Linked DNA regions of Sus scrofa: region 2 is linked to region 1. A link is a contact called in public HiChIP or PLAC-seq data. All regions are on one chromosome and are shown on one strand. The core of a region is the stretch at or near the end of the contact, and the rest is flanking DNA. Distances in the headings are between cores, read along the strand shown. Region 1 overlaps LOC110255652. Region 2 holds the start of LOC110255652.

What was found. HiChIP or PLAC-seq counts read pairs in DNA pulled down with a chosen protein or histone mark.
Region 2: a contact with region 1 is called in an H3K27ac HiChIP or PLAC-seq map of skeletal muscle. The contact joins the promoter of LOC110255652 here to the enhancer-like site in region 1. A contact is called at or near these places in 1 of 5 promoter capture datasets (liver), 7 of 47 Hi-C or Micro-C datasets (alveolar macrophages, blood, embryonic fibroblasts and 3 more) and 2 of 2 datasets of contacts at active chromatin or transcription factors (alveolar macrophages and skeletal muscle).

What each region holds. Positions count from the first base shown.
Region 1 is chr10:21,743,798-21,750,008 of Sscrofa11.1, forward strand. The region is part of intron 1 of LOC110255652; the gene reads right to left. It overlaps LOC110255653 (a long non-coding RNA gene), which reads left to right. Exons shown (of 2, transcript XR_002336256.1): 1 at 1-6,211. Among named protein-coding and RNA genes, the nearest start is that of MIR181A-1, 50 kb to the left of the region's middle. Within about 2 kb of position 2,259, at least 26 of the 83 cell types and tissues checked have an H3K27ac peak or open chromatin away from gene starts, as enhancers often do. A contact at or near this core is called in alveolar macrophages, liver and skeletal muscle, where this site is marked.
Region 2 is chr10:21,777,373-21,783,693 of Sscrofa11.1, forward strand. It overlaps LOC110255652, which reads right to left and starts at 1,458. Exons shown (of 5, transcript XR_002336251.1): 1 at 531-1,458.

The sequences.
Region 1 (6,211 bases), core at 1,009-3,508:
TCTCCAAACTCTCGCTTTCTATTTATTTACAATACATGTAGAGTATCACTTGAATATATGTTATAAATGAATTCCCTAATTTGTTTCGTGATTTCCTCTTTTTTTTTCCCACACATTTCTCTTTTCATCACTCAAAGTTATCCTGGCATATACGAATTTAGGGAGGGAGAAAAGCGTGCCCTTCTGTAGTAAATGACGATCTTTCTTTGTTTCCCAGCCCCAGCCTTTTCACCTACACACCACCCGGTGCCCTGTGGAGCACAACCGGACAGCTCTCACTGTTAGATGCCAGAGGGATGGTGGTAGCCAAAAGCCCCGGGCTCACAGGCTAAAACTTGCATGCTTGGCAAGGCTCAGATGCCATGGTTTGTATCTCTAATAAACTACTCACTGCCTCTCCAGTAATGATACCCTGGGGCTGCTGGGAGGGGATTCTTTTTATAGAAAACATACTCATAAGGATTTAATATTATCTCTCTGAACCCTTTGATTTAATAGAGGTTTTTTTTTTTTTTTTTTTTTTTTTTTTAAACTTTCCCCTTCATTTTGTAGACCCTGTGATGTGAGCCAGTGTTAATTCTTTATGCAGCAGTGGCATGTAATCAACATCCCTCTACTGAGCTCAAGATTCTTTATCCTTTTTAACCATGTGCTTAAAAAAAATTAGAATATCTTGCCACTGAATGCCTTTTTACAGACTGAAAAGACTTTTAGGTTCAACAACATTTGTTAGGTTTTGATGCAATCAAATGCAATTTCAATCTTCTTGAAAGATGCAGCCCTGCCTCTCGAAAATTGCACATATGTGTCAGCTTTCAATTTTTCTCACTGGTGTTTTACACATGAAGTCTATTTTCCCCGAGAAAATGGAATCTTTGTGTCTTTGTTTCTGGGCGCGCGGCTCTCAGGCATGTTCTGGTAAGGGGCTTTGACTGTCGAGGCTCTGGGGGAGGGGCCTGGCAGTCATTTGTCAGCTTTTCTTGCATCTGTAATTTCTGGCCACTCAGCAGTATTAGGGGGTCTCAGAAAGGGGGCGAGGCGGGTGCGTGGAGAGCTTGTCATTGATGAAAGCCAAACTCTGCGTAACTGCCGGAATTAACGACCAAAGAGAGAGAGAGAGACAAGTCCAAAGAACTTTTATTGTGCTTTAATGAAAACGATTTTTTTTTTGGAAATGGCTAATTGACACAATTGCACATGGTAACATTTTTCAGATCTCAGTTGAGAAAGCCCCTGTCCCTATTACGTTACCGATTTCATTGCTTTTAGCTTGGCACTGGCTCATGAAATTATTTAAATTTTCCACCAGCGGCTTCTGGTTATTTCTGCCCTTATGTCCCTGTAACATAACTGACAGCCCAATTAAACATCTGCATTTTTTAAATCTGGATTCCCCCCCCCCATAAGTCTTTTACTTTTCTTCTAAAACTTCCAGATGTTTTGGCTCCTTTAGGATTTGAATGCCTGCAAGTGTACTTGCTCCTATTTCAAAGACAGAGAGCTAGATGGGCTGGCCAGACGTTTCTATAGGAAAAGCTTTGTAATACACGCCTAATCAGGTCAGTACTTTTGTCTCTTTATAGGGGCACTTATGTTAGAACATATCTTACTGTCTTCCAGCTCTTTCCTATTTGAGCTGATCTTGGAAACACTTTTGTGAGCGATTAGAGTTAAGGATTCCTGCTGTGATCCGTTAATTAATTGTTACAGCCGATGAAGAAAGCATCCTATTTGTTATTTCTGTGTCTAGAGATGAGGATAGAAGATGCTGTGATTTGTTTTTTCTTTTCTTTTCTTCCTTTTCTTTCTTTCTTCCTTTTTCTTTCTTTCTTTCTTTCTTTCTTTCTTTCTTTCTTTCTTTCTTTCTTTCTTTCTTCCTTTCTCTCTCTCTCTCTCTCTCTTCCTTCCTTCCTTTCTTTCTTTCTTTCTTTCCTTCTTTCCTTCTTTCCTTCCTTCTTTCTTTCTTCTTTTTTCTTCCCCTCCAAGAGATAAGTTATAAGCTATGCAAGGCAACAATGTATTTTAACTGAGTTTCCGGCTCTGTACAAACATTAAAGGAATCACCAGTATCTTCCAGTATCTTGCCTTGTCTGGACAAGAGTTAAAAGCGTCTGTAATACACTTCAAGAAGAACGCTTTCCCATAATTAATAACAGGAAGCCGGGTAAACAGACATTTGCTGACAAATGAAACCGAAACAGTAACATATACACAACAATGTGGGAAATGAAACAACCGGCAGCAGCTCGGTATGGTTACACCCCAGAGCAGCTCAGAGGCAGTGGGTTTAAGCAACAGTCTCATGGTCCAGAGTAAATGATCATCTACTTCACATTTCCAGGTGATTTCTGACCATTTAAACACATGCTCGTAGAGTGTCCTCGTTTCTCCCACAGTTAGTATTTGGAAGAGATCTCAGGCTATTTATACTCTTAAAGTTTAGGCAGAAAATTATTATTTCCTGGAATATAGACTTTTCAGACAATCCAGTAAACCTGAAGGAAGACAATCTTTTCTTTTTCGAAACATGATGATGAGATTTTTTTTTAAAGCTCATTCCTGCTACACACTTCTGGAAAAGGGACCACCTAATGGGATATCTTGGTATATGTAAGGTTGCTTTATTTTGGGGCGGGGGGGGGATGCGAGTATTCATGAGGTCTCAGGTAAACTAAAGGCAACCGTCATTAATTGGACGAACCTAAAGGATCACTAGGCAGCTGGGTCCAGTTGTGCTGACAGCTCCAGACCAAGCTGCCCATGGACGTAAAGCATCTTTATCTACCACTTGTATCATAGAGTGGGAACGGTCTCAGCTCAGTACTAACCTTGAAAGCCAGCAAACTGATGTAATATATGGTTCCCCTGCTTCTTAGAAACAGGGAGCTTGATTTGAATTTGCTTTTGTGTTTTGTTTTTTTTTTTAAACAGAGTGAGCCCGTTCATGTACAGTTTTAGGAATGAGTCGCTTGATCCTTTAAGTGAAATATTTTTTTACTACGACTCTCTTAGAACTGTTAGATGTAAAATTAATCTCCATCAAATATTTATTTCTGGTTTTGTGGGATGAATAGGAGAATGAGGGGTGAGGGCAGAAGTGAAGTGAAGAAATATGAAGTGATGCACATATTGCAAATTAAAGGGTGCATTTTGAATATTCTAGTGTAATAAAAAGAAACCTAAACTGTGTCATATAGACAGAATTTTGTACCTTCCTGATAAGCTCCCAGTAAGTTAACATTAGAAAAATGCAGTATCCTGAGTATCAGAATCAGAGAATTTTGCACCCAGGCAACTGAGCTCAACATTGAAAGCCATTTTTTTTTTCCTTACCTAAATCTGCACTAGATATAAATTTAAGGCAGAGACATTATACTCAGAGCTGATTAGGTCCAATTAAAAGTAAATGTAAAATATTTCATGTTTTCATGGATGAAGACAAGTCAATGGGATACACTTTATCTCCAGAATCTTCTATTTGTTGTGGAGTTTGGAACCCATCAAATGAATAACTTCAATTTAAAGAAACAACTGAGTTGGAGTGAAGCTTTGTTAATTGTAAGCAAAACATAAGACATTTTCTAAGCTGCAAAAATCTAACGAGTTTGTAGATGAGAAAGAAATTATGTAAAGGTTTAAAGTGACTAAATTTAAAGTATACTTACTTATTTGGATGTTTGTTAAGTATAGAATGGACTATATAGGTATTGAATGTAAGGACTATACTAGCTATTCAGAATATTTTTGTAAGAAAAAACATAAGTTAATGAATCCTCGATGACAAGAAAAAAGTCATTCCTATTTGTCATATCCTTATAGAAAGAAAAGGAAAAGTCTAGCAGGTTTGGTACTAGGATTACTCAATTTGCAAATCGATGCTTTGGAAATAGAAAATATTTTTCCAAAAAATTTTAGATGAAGATCTTCTTGGAAGACTTTCAAGTCTAAGCTGTAAACGTTTAACTATTAACCATCAATTTTCACTGTATTGAACAATTATGATACATTTAAAAAATGATCATTTTTACAGGTAGACTCATTCCTTTTTTTTTTTTTTTTTTTTGTCTTTAGTCTTTTTAGGGCTGCACCTGCAGCATATGGAGGTTCCCAGGTTAGGGGTCTAATCGAAGCTGTAGCTGCCAGCCTACACCACAGCCACAGCAACACCAAATTCAAGCCCCGTCTCGAAACTACACCACAGCTCACAGCAACGCCAGATCCTTAACCCACTGAGCGAGGCCAGGGATCGAACCCATAACCTCATGGTCCCAACCCACAACCTCATGGTTCCTAGTCAGATTCAATTTGGCTGTGCCACAACAGGACCTCCCAGGTAGTCTCATTCTTGCACACTCCTGTCATGATAGTTAAAGTTGTTCTTAGAAACGTTTGGTCATAAAGATCGTGTAGCTGATATGGGTTATGTTGTGTAACCCAGAGCCATCAAACACCTGGTACACTCATTCTCCAGGTAGATTCCAGTGAACAGAATTTTCCCCCCTCCTCTCTTTGACTCCATCAGAGCTCTGTTTTCTCTCCTGATGGAGAAAATTAGGTGTATTTATTAAGAACAATGAGCTCTTCTCAGAATTGCCACAGAGTGAGTAAATCCGCTTGCTTGTGTAGGACACTAACTAAAACTTCTTAAAAATGGGATCTGGAAGCCAAAAAAAATTTATAGATCTCAGTATTTATTTAATTTATTAATCTCAGTATTTATACTGATCTCAGACCAGTATTTTGGACAAAGAGCTAAAATACATAAAGCAAATTTACAAGTTAAACCTGTGTCAATTTCCTAATTGTTTAATGTCTTCTGTGTTCATGTGGCTTGTGTCTGTATGTGAATTTCACTCTTCCGCTCGCTCATATACATGTACACTTGACAGCTTCTCTGTCACACTGTCTTCTAGTTTGTATTTGCTTTTTAGGAATCTGCCTCAGGGAAAACTGATTATCTAGTTCCTGACTTCTGCCCTGCCCTCTTTTATTTTTGTTCATGTAAGTTTTCATTTATCTATTTAATCCTTTAAATTTTTTCTCAAAAAGGTATCCCAAAGAGATACAATATATGGATGTGAATGGAAACTGGCAAAATTATTTATTGTTTACGTGGTGACTTGTGCTTTCTAATACTTTTCATAGTTGCTATAGTCCACTTGCTACCTTGTGAGTTTCCAAAACAAGCTGGGAAATGTCTCTTGTGATTGTCAGGTGTGAGCTGTTGCCTGGGAAAGCACTGGGGGGATTGGTACAGTTTTTTGAAGAGAATTTAGCAGTTTCAACACCAGCCTCCTGGCTTCCTGTTAAGCCTCATTGCTATGATCAAACAAAAACCTCTAAGACTATTCCACACTTCTCAAAACAAGGAAGTTCTTTGAAACTTCAGCTGAGGGTCTGAGGATCTTTTTGTCTTGAGTTTTTGTGTCCTTTAGTTATCACATCTCAATATATTTCCTGTCATTGTCATCTTTCCAAACACAGACTTGCAATACACGCTGAAGCTACTGGTGGAAAACCTATTATTTTGTTAATAATGAGCAAGCAGCAGAAATTATTAAGATTGGAAAGCAGTTATTGCATTAGTAGTACAAATATAGGTCAGACCTGTACAGGTATAAAGCCTATCAATACTAGGAACGCTGATTCTCCTGTAATAAACACCAGAAAGTGTCTAAGATATAAAGATCAAACTCTTTTTAAATTTGTTACCTTCTACTAAGAGCAAAAAGAGGGATTATCACTATCATCCAATTAGTATTCTTCTTTCCTGTCCCACCAGTCATATGTCTTCCTCCTTCAAAGGAAACCAAATTTGCTTTGCTGGAGGGGAAATTATGTTTATAAATTTTTATTTTAGAAAGTAAAAGCATCAAGTTTGTCTTGATGGTTTAACGGGTCGAGTCGACTTCTTCCCTAGTACTGTCAGAAGCTGCTTTAGTTTTACTAAAAGCCAAAATCTGTGGCTATTTAAGAATAAAAGTAAATTTTAAGTAGGAATGACATTTTTAAATGAAAGTCTATTCAAGAATAAAAGTAATTTTTAAGTAGGCGTGACATTTTTAAATGAAAGTCTGTTATTCAAATGAAAACTTTGAATGATGTCACTTAAGAGAATTCCTGACTTTTAAAGAAACAGAGACTATACGTAAAAGTTGCTTAGAAAATCTAAGCAGGCATCGTGAATTTTGTTGATGCTTCCAGGTGGGAG
Region 2 (6,321 bases), core at 208-2,707, 33 kb after region 1:
GGTGGTTGAAAAAATAAATAAAAAGAAAGCCCTGGCTTGAAGCCATTGTTCAGAATTTAAGAGCTCCTTGCCCCAAGTGTCTTAGCCGTCTTTCATAGCTAATTATAATAACTGTCAGATGTCTGGAGAGTGGCTGGTGTCCTTGTCAGTGGAGTCAGCAAAGTTTGCCTTTTATTTTTCTTGGGAACGGATCGAATCTGATTAGACTCAAGAGCGAAAAGAAGTGAAGTAAGTACATATGTGTGTGCCTTCATTTTTTTCTTCCGAACAAAGCAGCGTGCCGGAGCACTGTTCCAAGGTGCAGCCTCCTGCAGCTCCTCTTGGAATGCCTGACTTTTATTTTTCATTCTTTATCTTTAACCAAATCAAGCATGCAACAATTGTTTTGGAAACCTTTTCCTGCCAGCTGAACACCCTTCTGTACACACATAAAAGAGGAGCACCAAAAAAACCACATCTTCACATATTGGATGCTTATGACATAAAACTATTGGAACCAGTACCCTGGATGGAAAGAAATGTATACTTACAATTTCAAAACGCTTATTTGTGCTCGTTCCTGGTCCCTGGAGGCACAGCAGCGGCTCTGGCTGGACGGTCTCTGATGCAGGTGCAGAATCCCTGATTCCAGGAAGGAGGGAGAGAGCAAAGTGTTTTCCCAAAGTCCCTCGGAACTCAGGCACTTGTGCCCAGGCATTCCTTGCTCCTGTGAAAGCCGTACTATCTGCAGTTCTGAATTGAACTAAATTACAGCCCATGTGAAAGACAGGGGCAGTGAGTCACGTGGGAGATACACAGCTATCCTATTGGCCACTGAGACACAGCTTAGGCATTCTGCCTTCTCCTCCATTGGTGAAGAGTTAAAAATGAAAGCACTTGGGTCCTCCTCTCCAGCTTATTTGTCCTTTATGTGTGGAAGAATGACTGTAGGATTTTACAGTGACAGAATTAGTTAGGAGACGGACTGAAGTCATCCTTCACGGAGCCTGGTGGGAGGGGACTGGAAGAGCTCAGCTTTTTCAAGATTTTTTTTTTTTCCCTTTTTATCCCCCTGCCCTGCAGTTTTGTCTGTGATTTGCCTGTCTGCCTGTCAGGGAAATGTGTGTGTGTGTGTGTGTGTGTGTGTGTGTGTGTGTTTCCTCAGTTAACTTTGGAGGTGACAGAAAGTAAATTATCCTCTTATCCCTTTGCCGAACTCGGTCATGTTTGGAAGCACAAAATCAATTTTTCTTCAATGATGAATGTTCAGATTTTATTTTGATGTGGAAAGAAGCCTAATTGCCATTCTAAACAGTCGACGTTGTACATTAGAGATACCCAGAAACAGAATTAACTTTTCTGAGTAGCTCCTACATAGCGGGGAGAATAACCCTGGAAAAGGTTAAAAGGCAACACTATCAAAAAAGCTTCAGTTAAGCAGGGCAGAAGAGGAAGTATACTTTCCATATTGTTCTTTTTTTTTTTTTTTTCTTTTTGGTCATTTTAGGGCCGCACCCAAGCATATGGAGGTTCCCAGGCTAGGGGTCTAATCGGAGCTGTAGCTGCCAGCCTCCACCACAGCCACAGCAACTGGGATCTGAGCCGCGTCTGCGACCTACACCACAGCTCATGGCAAAGCCAGATCCTTAACCCACTGAGCAAGGCCAGAGATCAAACCCGTAACCTCATGGTTCCTAATGGGATTCATTTCTGCTGTGCCATGATGGGAACACCCCCCAATTGTTCTTTAATTTCCCTCTTTTAATAATGAAAAATGACCATAAAAAGGGCAGCCAAAAGGCACTTTTCAGTTGTCACAGCATTGTTTAAGTCACCTGGTTGCTAAAAGTCTCCAGTGCATTTGTGAGGATTTAGAGGTGCAAGTCCCCTAAGGGAACCTCAGACCCTTAGACACCATCGCATCCCGTATTCCCCATGAAACGGTGGCTAAAGGTGAGGGAGGAGGCCTCTGATGGGCAATACCTCTTGATCCATTTACCCTGATCCAGGATCCAGATGTGTAAAAGAAATGAAGGAAACACCCGAGGGAGTAGGACTTGTTTGCTTTTCCTTGCAAACCTCCTAAGAGCCCGTCACTCTGTTTCATGAAATTGTTTAACATGTGACAACTCGTAGGCTAAGTTTCATTACTTTCATTTCCTGGGGACAAAACCGGACTCAGTTGCTTTTACCATCACGGTCCTGCTTGATGTGCACACCCACCTCTGATATTTCTGTCGACTTTTTTTCCCAGGAGGACAGTGGTGCTCCCTTGCAGGCACCTGGCTATTGTATCCGCCAGGGGATGCGCCAAGCACATCCCATCCCATCCTGTCCAGTCCTTTCAGTTATCCTTGGGTTAGCTCTGGTCATCTCCGAGGCAGAGCAGAGGAAAGGAGGCAGATACTCCGTTCCACAAAGTTGGTAGTTGATGGCCCTTGATTCAAACCAACGCTCCTCCACTTTACACACTGCACAGATTTTCATTATGGTGCTGCTGAAGTTTTTTTTTTTTTTTTCCCCTTTCTGATGCAACACATTTGACTATTTCACACATATGGCATTATGTGAAATATTCAAATTTCACTCAGTGGATGCAGAATATCTGCTGTAGTCACATAAGTGTGTTTGGTTCAGACCCACATCATACCATTAAGTGACCCACACGGGACGGTAAATTGGTCTTAGAAGGGCAGTAGACTATATTTGAGTCTGGACCCCCTGAAAGAGCCTTGTGTGGTCATTCAACCAGAGAAGCATCCACATTTATCAAAGGAACAAACTTTCCCAGCACATCGGTCTGGGCCTTGAGGTGTTTCATGGCTGGTCTGGAGCTTGAAATACATCGAACCCTGGGGTAAGTCAAATCCTGGATCCTTTCCTAAATAGTGTCAAAAGTTCCTCATATTAAGAATATCAAGAACCTTATGGACTTTCCTGGATGTGTCCTCCCTGCAACCACAGAAATTAAAGGAAACATCCACTCACACTGCCTATCCTTGTGGGGTCTGTTTGTCAACTTGAGGAGTGTCAGCATCCTTACCTGTGCTCCCTGTCACTCATGGCAGCTAGGCCGGGCTACCTACAGGTGGGTAGGCAGAATTAGACAATCATCTTATTTTTGACCTTGTTCTTTCATTGAGTGGCTCTGAGTTTTCCCTACCTTGCCTTTCCTTCCTGTCATCCAGAACTTTTCTAAGTCCACCTTCTCATACAGCACCCAGGTGACAATATCAAGTTTCTCCACTCTATTGAAAAGATTCCAAGGACGGGGTTATATCTCACTATTTTTTAAGCCCTCCTAATGCCCATCACAGCAAAGATGAGATACACATGTGCTGGTATTTTTTCTTTCTTTTGTCTCCCAATGATCAATTCATGAGCAGCCATCAGCTACGAAATAACTCTGGGACGATAATGTGTGAAAAACAACCACCTTTTAAAATGAAGTTAAAGTAAAGGAGTCAGACACTGGAGGACAAGTGGGGAAATTACTTGGAGACCATGGACTGTCCCCAATATTGGTCCAGATTAATCATGTAGAACAATGGCCCTGACTGCGCCGAAGTTCCCAGCGTTGCCACGTGTTTACTTAACTCCTGTTGGCTGCCATCTATCAACCTTTTCTGTCCTTCTCATTCACGGGGGACCAGGCTTCCGGTTCTCAGATTTCCTCTTTATCACCAGCACCTTGGTTTGGTCCCGTGTTCACAAGGATGGATGCCCAACCCTGTACTATCTCGGTTCACTGACCTCCCCCATCCCGGTGACGGCCGCCTCCACTCCCACCACTGTCACCCACGCCTGCACTGCACAGGCTAGGACAGTTCACCCTGGAGATTGGAAAATGCACCCACATGCTCAGGAACTACCACCGTCAACCCTTCCAACTCAGTCCTGTGCCTCCTGTTCCTTCCTTCTGATCCCTCCAGTTCGTTTGCGTCTCCATCACTACCTTCTCCTTTTCATGCCCTTTCCGTCCATGCTTCTTGCCTGTGACAGCTCATGGTTTAGGACATCAGACAGCATCTGGGCAATATTCCCAACTTTCCTGCCCTGTTTTCCTTCTGACACCCCATCCATCCACCAGAGAAAATTAATCCAACGGATTCTCTCCTCTAGGCTCTTCTGGGCTTCCAAGAGCTGCAAAAGAAGTCTAATGTCGAAAAAAGGGGCTACTATGAACTCAGAGTGTCCAAATTTGCCTCATCACCGAACGCTGCAGGAAAGTTCTTGGCCCATTCATTCTTGCCTTCACCATCCAGAATGCTCTACGACCTTTGCTCTACATGTTGCATGGACATTAACTCCCTTGCCCACTCAGAAATGTTTTCTTCCATGCTTCTGCCTTTCTCAAATCGCCAGCAGCTCTCTGCCTGCTCAGCACTTCATGGTAGTGTTTAAAAGCCCTCAGTTCTCTTCAAGACTTAGAAGCCCCTGCCAATGGTCCCAGGACACCTTCTCTATCCTGTCCTTCCTGAACAAATCTTTTGGAAGACTGAGTGCCACACAGTTTCAACTTTCTTTTTTTTTTTTCTCATTTCCCTGCCTGCTGAAATCTGGCTGTGTCCTCACCATGCTGTATTGATAAGACCACCCATATCTCTGTGTTGCTAAATCCCAGGCTTTTTTTTTTTTTAATTTTTTGCTATTTGGCTTCTTTGAAACATCCATGCAGATGGTCACTCCCTCTTTCTTGAAGTGGTTTCTCTTTTTGGCCTCATGTGCTCCTGGGTTTCTTCCTCCCCTTTTATATCTTTCTTGCCTCTTGTATGCGGTGCGTTTGTATTTTTCAGTCTTTCAGAAGCACTCTTCTCTTCCTCATTCCCCTCTGTGGCTTGGATGACAACCCTGCACAGATGCTTACCATCCTCCCAACTGCAGCCTGGACTTTCTCCCGAGCCCCAGGACTGTAGATCTTGCTGACCGTTTCTCCTTGATACCTCATACCCAATCCATTCATCATCTCCTCTGACCCGGGTAAGTGTCATAGCTTCCTATCTTTGTGAATAGAACCTCTTGGGACCAAAGTCAGAAAACTTAGGGCTCATATTTAAACCTTCCTTTTCTTTCCCCAGACTCATGATCAGTATGCCCAGTGGTGGCTTGAATCTGCCCACCTTGCTCCATCTCCTTCCTGCTGAAGATGCTTTAACATGCACAATACCCCTCTGTCTCCAGTCTGGCTCATACCTACTTCTTCATGACTGTAACAATCTTTTCTCAAACCTGAAGTTCTTTAAAGGGAACCCTTCCATGACCTCTAGTATCCTGAAGGCAAAACTCAAAGTCCTCTGAGGAGCCTGTTTTGTCATCTCCTAGTTTATCTAGAAAACAATGTACGGGAATGTTCAACCCTCCTTCCTAGTTTACAAATGCTACTATAAATTACACCAATTAAAATTAACCTGCATAAAATTTTAAGTAAATTTAAAAATTCAAGACATGAAGTTTACATAATGAATGCATACATTTAAAAATTAAAATGCATACATTAACCTTGGCCTCCAAATCCCTTGACAGCTTCAAGGAAAACTGATGCGTCAGCAAAGCACAACATTGGTCTAGTGGTTTGGAGAACACTCAAGGGAACTGATATCCTGGTTCTAGACCATAAAGACAGAGCAGATTAAGTACCTTTCTTCTGAGGGAGGAATGGAGGTTTCCTTTCCCCTGGCCTGCAATCTGTTTCTCTTGAAACTCTAGAGGAGTTCCAAGAATCTTAAGTGTTTTTACACACGTCCTCCCCTTCCAAGGGTCTGTAAACCCGAGGGCTTCCTACACGTAAAAGAACTAATTGCAGTTATGAGGGTGGACAAGTCACAAGGCTTTGCATTTTCTCGGGTCCCCTCCCCCCCATTGGCATGCCCACCAATAAGTGAATATTGCAGGTTCGTCTTCCAAACGGATCTTCTGTGGGCAGCCTCTCCCCATGCCTCTCACTGCCGTGTGTGCCCAAAGCACTATTACCTCCCATGAGCATTACTATCATCACCTTTATCTGGTATCTTTGAGTCTGGTATCAACTTTATCTGGAATCCATGAGCACTCATTCCCAACCACCATCAGAGATTTTTTTTTTTTTTTATCTTTTTGCCTTTTCTAGGGCCGCTTCCTGCAGCATATGAAGGTTCCGAGGCTAGGGGTCGAATCAGAGCTGTAGCCACCGGCCTAGGCCAGAGCCACAGCAACATGGGATCTGAGCCACGTCTGCAGCCTACACCACAGCTCACGGCAATGCCAGATCCTTAACCCACCAAGCGAGGCCAGGGATCAAACCTGCAACCTCATGGTTCCTAGTCAGATTCGTTAACCACCACACCACGACGGGAACTCCGAGAG